2 separate regions of the Mus musculus genome follow, and region 1 is linked to region 2. The links are chromatin contacts, called in public HiChIP or PLAC-seq maps. All regions are on one chromosome and are shown on one strand. Each heading gives the region's core, a stretch centred on a gene start, on an enhancer-like site or on the middle of the called end of the contact. The rest is flanking DNA. Distances are from core to core; before and after follow the strand shown.

Region 1 (3,514 bases), core at 438-2,937, 380 kb before region 2:
GAAGAGAGACACTAACTAGTCCCAGTCTACCCAGCCTGGCCAGCCTCCTGTCAGGCCCTACTGTGGGCTTCACAGTAGGCTTAGAACACTCTGACTTTGATGAAACATACAGCAGTTCCCACCATGGCACGTGGTTGGAGATGTTTTTAGCCTTACCAATTTTCTCTGTGTAGAGAGATGCCTCTCTCTGCAGTAGGCAGAGATGAGCATCAAGACACAAGGGGGCATCACTTAACGCAGATGACTGTTTTGGCAAAGAAGCAAGTCATTGTATAATAGAAGTCAGAGTGTCAGACAGAACCTCATTCAGACAGACAGACATCTATGCATATGGTAGAGAACAGACTGTCACTTGTTTGTCCAATATGGTTCCAGACGACAACTGTTGTCCTGACCCAATGATTACTAACATCCCACCTCTTGCGGTGTCCCAGTTTGGAGAATCGACTACACAGTGCTGCCTACGAGGCATCAACTATGTGCCAGGGTTGGTGGCAGACCTGGGGGATGGGGAGGGAGATGATGTCCCAACTGCCACTCTCCAGGACTCACTGTTGCTGCTTGAGGACACAGACTGGGAAAGGAATGGAGAAGGTGGGGATGGTCACACTGCTAGAGGTCCCCTCAAGAACCTGCCAAGAAACATCTATGGATAGATCTATCTTTCTTGGTTTATTCAGAATTTTTAATATTTTAATATTTTTCCAGCTTTATAAGCTGCTTTAAAAAAAACCCAAAACAATTCACTATGTAGCTCATAGCAATTCTCCTGCCTCAGGCTCCCAAACACTTGGTTTTTTTTTTTTTTTTTTTAATTGCATGTATCTATTTGTCTCTGTGTATGCTGGGCAAACAGGTGTATGTTCTCTACATTCTGTATAGGGGTACACCTACAGATGAAGGTCAGAGGGGCAACTTGTGGGAACTGGATCTCTCCTTCTACCATGTGGGTCTCTTGCTCAGATTCAGGTGGTCCAGCTTAGTGGTAAGTGCCATCATAGGCTGAGCCGTCTAGTCAACACAAGCTGGATCATTACAGGCGTGTGCTGTGCGCTGCTACAAGTGGTGCTAATCCATTTTCTGGTGTGTGTGTGTGTGTGTGTGTGTGTGTGTGTGTGTGTGTGTGTGTGCCTATCCTAGAACCAGGGATGCTTTCGAGGTGCAGGTGTCTTAATGCCAAATCCCTTACCAGCAAGCCCACAATCCACTCTTCCAAGCCCCTGCCTTGTCTGTAAGCCTCCTTCTGAGTTAGATCCTCTCTGTGTCCTGCTCAGTTAACTTGAGGGCACCCTCTGGTGGGCAGCAAAGTCTCCTTGTCCCTCCGCCAATGTTACAGGGGAACTTTGTCCTGCTTCTCAGCAGAGCATGGCCTGACCCCATCCCACGATATCCTGGGTGACTGCATGAAAACCCCAGAGCTCCCCAGCACTGGAGGAGTTTTGCCTTATTTAGACATGGTGCCCTGGAGGAAGGAGAAAGGGAAGGAGGGGGAGGGGATGGCAAGTAGATAGGCACGAAGGAGAAGGAAGGAGGCTGGAGGATTCTGAGAACTAAGGGTCATGATGACATCATCACGGGAGGGTTTTGCTGGGGTCAGTGGGTGAGGGCGGGGCCCAGTGGCTGGGGCTCACGGTGACTCATTTATAGGAATGGGCTTTGTGTCTGCCGCAGTCATTTATTTAGTAAGCCATTAATTGTTTCGACACTCGTTTATTGAGTTGTTATTATGCTTCAGGCCCAGGACTAGGCTTCAGAAGACAGAGATCACTGCCAGGGCTGGGAGCTCACGGCCCAAAGGGGAGAGGCGAGGCCACTGCTATGTGTGGGTGTGTGCAGGAGCAGAGGGTCCTGGGACAGGCATTTCAATGCATGGCAGACACAGAGACAACAGAGGGGCACCATTGGAGGAGATAGTGGCCAAGAAAGACTCCCATGGGAAGGAAGGTAGGGGAAGGGCTCTTAAGGTGCTGGAGGGGAGGAAGAAGAGGAGGAAAGGGAAGAGGAGGGGAGGAGAGGGGGTCGGGGAGGAAGAGTATGTAGTGGAAGGTTGGAAGAAGGGCTCAGGAGGCATAGGGAACTGACAGGCACCTGAGACACAATAACAATGGCTAGATTTATGCTTGTAGGCTAGTGACATGGCCTGACCTGTAATGGTACCTGCTGCCAAGCCTGCTGACCTGAGTTTGATCCCTAGGAAAGAGAAAAGTTATCCTTGAGTTCCACATGTGCTCTGTGGTATATGAGTGAGCATACACACACACACACACACACACACACACTCACATGGGCTGAGGAGAAAACAAACAAACAAATGTTTTTACATGCACAAGGAAAACAGAAATGTTCTTGGAGAGGGAATGTCCACAAGATTCTAAAGTAGGGGACCCTGGAGGTGTGGCTACATCCTTCGCATTTGGGTCTGGCTAGTATGACCTTGGCAGACTGGTCCTTGCTGTAGGTGATGGTTCATAGACTTAGCCACACCAGCTTCATCCTTCCTCAGAGATAGCTCAGTGTCTGCCCCGATAAATGGAAAAGGTGAACCTTAATGGAGGGCAGAGCTTGGCAGACCCCACAGTCAACAGCAGTAGAGTCAGAGTGACTGCAGTTTGTGGCCACCTGAAAACCCTCCTGTCACACCTGAGGATGCCCTGCTTGATGTCTGGACACAGCTCCTGAGTGGTCATTGCTAGTATCATGGGACATCCTTAATAATAGGCAAGCCCAAGTCACTCATTCGTGGCGAGCCTCGGTTCTCAGGCATGCCATCTGATTCCAGAGGTCCCTTTTCCCAAATGGGAGACGTCTGCTTCTGTGAAGAGACTGCCACACTTTGTCCCAGTCCTCCACGTCTCTGGGGAGATCACTGGGCTCCTCTTCTAGTAACCAGACCACAGGAGGCCATAGACTCCAGGAGGGACTTTCAGCCTTGAGATTTTTTTCTTCAAACAGGCCCCGGGTGTTACGGTGGCTTCTTCAGGGGTGTCCCCAGACCCTGTTCTTCCAGAAGTGTGAAGCCACCCCACCTGGCCTTGACCATCACTGCCCACTTCTTCCAGTCACTAAAGTCCCAAACATATTTGTGCTCCTCCTGCTACGATTAATTGGGGTCTATTTCAAGGGAAACTCAGTAGTCTGCCCACTTCTGATTCACACCCATTGAGCTCATCAAAACCAGAACAATTTGGTAATAGTAATAGCTTCTTGGTTTACTGGACGCCCTCTGGGATCTGTGAAAAAAAAAAAAATCTCCGTTCCTCAGAAACAGGAAGTTTCAACAGAAGGAAAGACAGTTGCAAAAATCAACAACATTTGAATTGTCTCTGCCTGTTGGAGAGGTGTGTGCGTTCAGTGTTCCAGTCCTCTGGTCAGCAAACAATCAGCACCTACTGTGTGCAGGGCTGGGAACACAGGGGATTTTAAAAGGAGAGCTTCTGTTTGGGGAGGGTTGCAGTGTCTCCCAGAAAACCATCTTGGGTGCAGAGGGGAGGGGCTGGGGCCTGGGGCCTGGGGC
Region 2 (3,513 bases), core at 349-2,848:
AACTTAGAGCAATGGCTAGCACAGAACAAGGCAGAAAGTGACAGCCTCAACCAGGCTGTTACTTGAAACTTAAGAAACATCTGCAAGCTGTGACACCTGGCTTCTGTCCTCTGTCCTCAATGACTTCCCTGGTTAGGCCAGGCCCCTGTGCTATAATGATTTATTCTAGTTGCTTTCAGCTTAGCAGAGCACCTCGGACTTCAGTCCAGACTTAAAGAATTTGCAGGTCCTTCTCTTACTCCAAATCCCAGGCAGAGACTTTCCAAGCCAACAGTGACCTAGTCACTCAATCTGTGTGCATATGAACAGGGAAAACTACCTAAAAGTAAGAAATATGGGCCCTTTGTAAAATACATATAACAGAAACATTTAGGTACTGCGTCCAGAATGAGAAAGCAATACAAAGCAGTAATTAACTAAAGCAGAAGACACAAGTACTGCACAGGCTGTAAGAGCTTTCAGCGTCTTCTTGTTCCTTAAAACTTTAGCCCTTTCTCATGCATGCATGTGATACACATACATACACTCAAGAACAGACAGGCACACATAAAATTAATTAATTTAAAAAATTCTAGCCCTTAGACCTTGATCCACATAATTACTATGACACACTCCTATAGTACATTTTAATCCACGGTTTGATATTCAACATCAGTGAACACTCACCCAAATTTCCTTAAGAAATCACCCCTCGCCATTCTCGGCCATGGGTCTGGAGTAGGAACTATCAGATAAACCTCTATAAGTGGAGACTCCTTAGCCCAAGAATTTCCTATGCAGCCAGTCTCTGGCAAACTAAAGCGATAAATGGCAACATGAGCTGACCTGCTGGGAACTGAAGGCCTGCCTTCTTCCCATGGTGGGGGAGTAGGCTGTGTTCACAGAAGCAGGGCATCGGAAGAGTAGTATGTGGTTGTGGAAATAAAGACCAACACAATGTGAAGCAAGCAGGCATGGGAGAGAAGGAGACTAGGGTCTTTAGTGACGTTATTTCAGCCACAAGACCAACATCAGTCCAACTGTGCACTTGCAGAGTTCTATAGGCCAATGGACTCTCTTTACTTTTTGAAGACAATTTGAAGCAAGTTTCTATTACAAAAAAAAAAAAAAAAAAGGACCAAAATAAAAGAAGGAAGAGGAGGAAAGAGAGTAGAACAGGTCCAGGGTGTGGGTGGAGGTGGGGAGATAGAGACCAAAACTGATCCTGCTATGTCACCTTCTCTAGGAGTGAAGGAGGAGGTACAGGAACTCTTAGCAAGCCACAAAGCCACATAACTACTGAAAAACCTTTAAGTACAGAGTCACTTTAAGGTACTGAATCTTTTTACAATCATGTGGGAGAAAACCTACAAAAAGAATGAATGTATTTTCACTAACCCTACAATAAACAAAAAAGAAAAAGTAAAAGTAGAAACAGACGGCCATACTTTTATAAAGTATGAGTCATTTAATGAACTTAAAACACATCTGCAGTAGGTATCTAAGATGCTCCCCGTCCTAGAGCTTTTCAAAGATGAAGACGCCATTTGTCTCAGTGAGTAATAAGGCAGCCTTCCAGAGAAACGAGCAGAGCCGCTAAGGCTGTAAGGAATGAACTGGCTGAGACCAGATAAGGACCCTTTGATCGTTGGCATGTAACTTGGGGCCATAGAGAACAATCTGCATCTGGCCTTTCTTGAGAACGGAGCTTGGTGCGGTGTTCATTGACTTCATGGTCCCTTACCCAGCAGATATTTTTACCTCTGCTCCACTTAACTAGAGCACATGCAGCACGTTCGAGCTGTCTGGTGGTGGTGTCACATGAGTGCTGGCTATATGCCAAGCTGGGAATGTGTGCCTTGGAGCAGAAAACCTTTATATCTTCTGCAAACAATCTCTCTCTCTCTGGAGACCTAAAATGGGCCCCACAGAGCAGCCACACTGACTGCACTCAAACCATATATCAACGTAGCAGTACATAGTGAACACTGTTTAATGAACTTTCGCTTCTTCAAACTTGTCATCCCTCTCCAATCCCCAAACCCAAACCTTACCAGTTCTTTCAACACTGTGGTGAACCTCACAATCAACCAAAGAAAGGCATTTGTTCCAGAGCTGTCATGAATAATTACACAGTTCCCCAGGCCAATGAACTGCTTCAGAAACCTTAGCCAGGTTTTCCCATTCCAAGGTACCAATATCTAATGCTAGTAACCCACTAACAAACAAACAAAATGGGATCTCTTTTCTCACAACCACCATTTCTTTTAAAAAAACAAACAAACAAAACAAAAAACAAAAAAACCAACTCTTCCAGGTTGCCCAAGCTAGTAATCATGGCAAGAAAAGTGGAGGCAGAAGAATTTGGTGATGAGGGCTAGCCTCTGCTACTCACCAAGACCCTGTCTCAAAACGAAACAACCAAGCAACAAAACAAAACAGGGATTATGGATATAGCTCAGTGGCAGAGCACCTACTTAGCATGCACCACAGGCACTGAGGTGTCAGGTAAAGGGACAATCTCTCAAAGAAGGTTGTCACTTCATAGTCTTCACTAACCAGACGATCCTGATCTCCTGAAGCAAGTATGACAGCCTTGGGTGTCTTCAGAACAATGTGGATGTATCTTTGAAAGGCAAGCTCATGGGTCCTATCATTGAAACATGGATTTAATAAGCCCAGATGATACTTACCCTTTGGGTATACAGAACTTATTCTGTATTCTGAACCATAGTCAGGCATTTCATAGCAAGGAAGAAAATTTAACCATCTTTATAACAATCTGACTTATTGTTTTACAATGATTCCTTAAACCCTCCTATGAGCCCCTCTGATGTCAGGATGGCTAGTCTCCCTTCTGGACTTTTCGACTACTTGTCCCACATGTTTCTCAGGAAGAGAATTTGTTTATAGAAAACGTGTCTCACAATCAAAGATTTCTAGCAAGTATTAACTCCTGGAATCCAGGGCTACCTAACCTAGAGCAGGGTGGGAAGTGGGTATGATATATTTCAATAATGTAGAGCCAGACAGAGTGGCATATACTTACAATCCCAATATATGGGAGGGAGAAGCAGGAACTCAGTTAAAGGTCAACCCTAACTATGTAGCAAGTTCAAGGCCAGCAATGGCCTACATTTGAGGTCCTGTCTTAGGGAAGGGAGAGCCAATTAATTCTACTCTTGGTAGTTTCTGCCTCTCCCACAGCTCTTTATTACCTGTTCCCCTCTTTTGCCTGGATATGGAATATCTTCTAGACCTCTCCTGAGGCCCGAGCATTCCTGGTTTAATATCATCCATGCCCCAGGAACAAAAGCACCAACTATGGTGTGATCATTCTTAAATTGGTCATATTTATTTGCATTTAATTTTAAATCATCATCTTTTTATTCAAATATTTTTGTGATGGCCCAAATAATATTAAGGAGTTACAGTACACTTCCAAATTGGCAGCTGTGTCCTACGGACATGCTTCCTTTTACCCGCACAGCATCTTTATTTGAAGATCTTTAGACAAGGCAGGCACACTTTGGC

What was found. HiChIP or PLAC-seq counts read pairs in DNA pulled down with a chosen protein or histone mark.
Region 1: a BATF HiChIP or PLAC-seq map of CD8 T cells shows a contact between it and region 2, with 7 read pairs. The contact joins two enhancer-like sites. A contact is called at or near these places in 2 of 39 promoter capture datasets (both in liver), 1 of 15 datasets of contacts at CTCF or cohesin (the NIH/3T3 cell line), 5 of 484 Hi-C or Micro-C datasets (CD8 T cells, the N1E-115 cell line, bone marrow-derived macrophages and 2 more) and 9 of 115 datasets of contacts at active chromatin or transcription factors (CD8 T cells, T-cell acute lymphoblastic leukemia, acute myeloid leukemia and 6 more).

Annotation. Positions count from the first base shown.
Region 1 is chr5:32,194,199-32,197,712 of GRCm38.p6, reverse strand. No RefSeq gene overlaps it. Among named protein-coding and RNA genes, the nearest start is that of Gm36732, 11 kb to the right of the region's middle. Within about 2 kb of position 1,687, at least 118 of the 459 cell types and tissues checked have an H3K27ac peak or open chromatin away from gene starts, as enhancers often do. A contact at or near this core is called in CD8 T cells, the N1E-115 cell line and uterus, where this site is marked.
Region 2 is chr5:31,809,441-31,812,953 of GRCm38.p6, reverse strand. The region is part of intron 4 of Babam2 (BRISC and BRCA1 A complex member 2); the gene reads right to left. Among named protein-coding and RNA genes, the nearest start is that of Babam2, 110 kb to the right of the region's middle. Within about 2 kb of position 1,598, at least 57 of the 459 cell types and tissues checked have an H3K27ac peak or open chromatin away from gene starts, as enhancers often do. A contact at or near this core is called in CD8 T cells, the N1E-115 cell line and uterus, where this site is marked.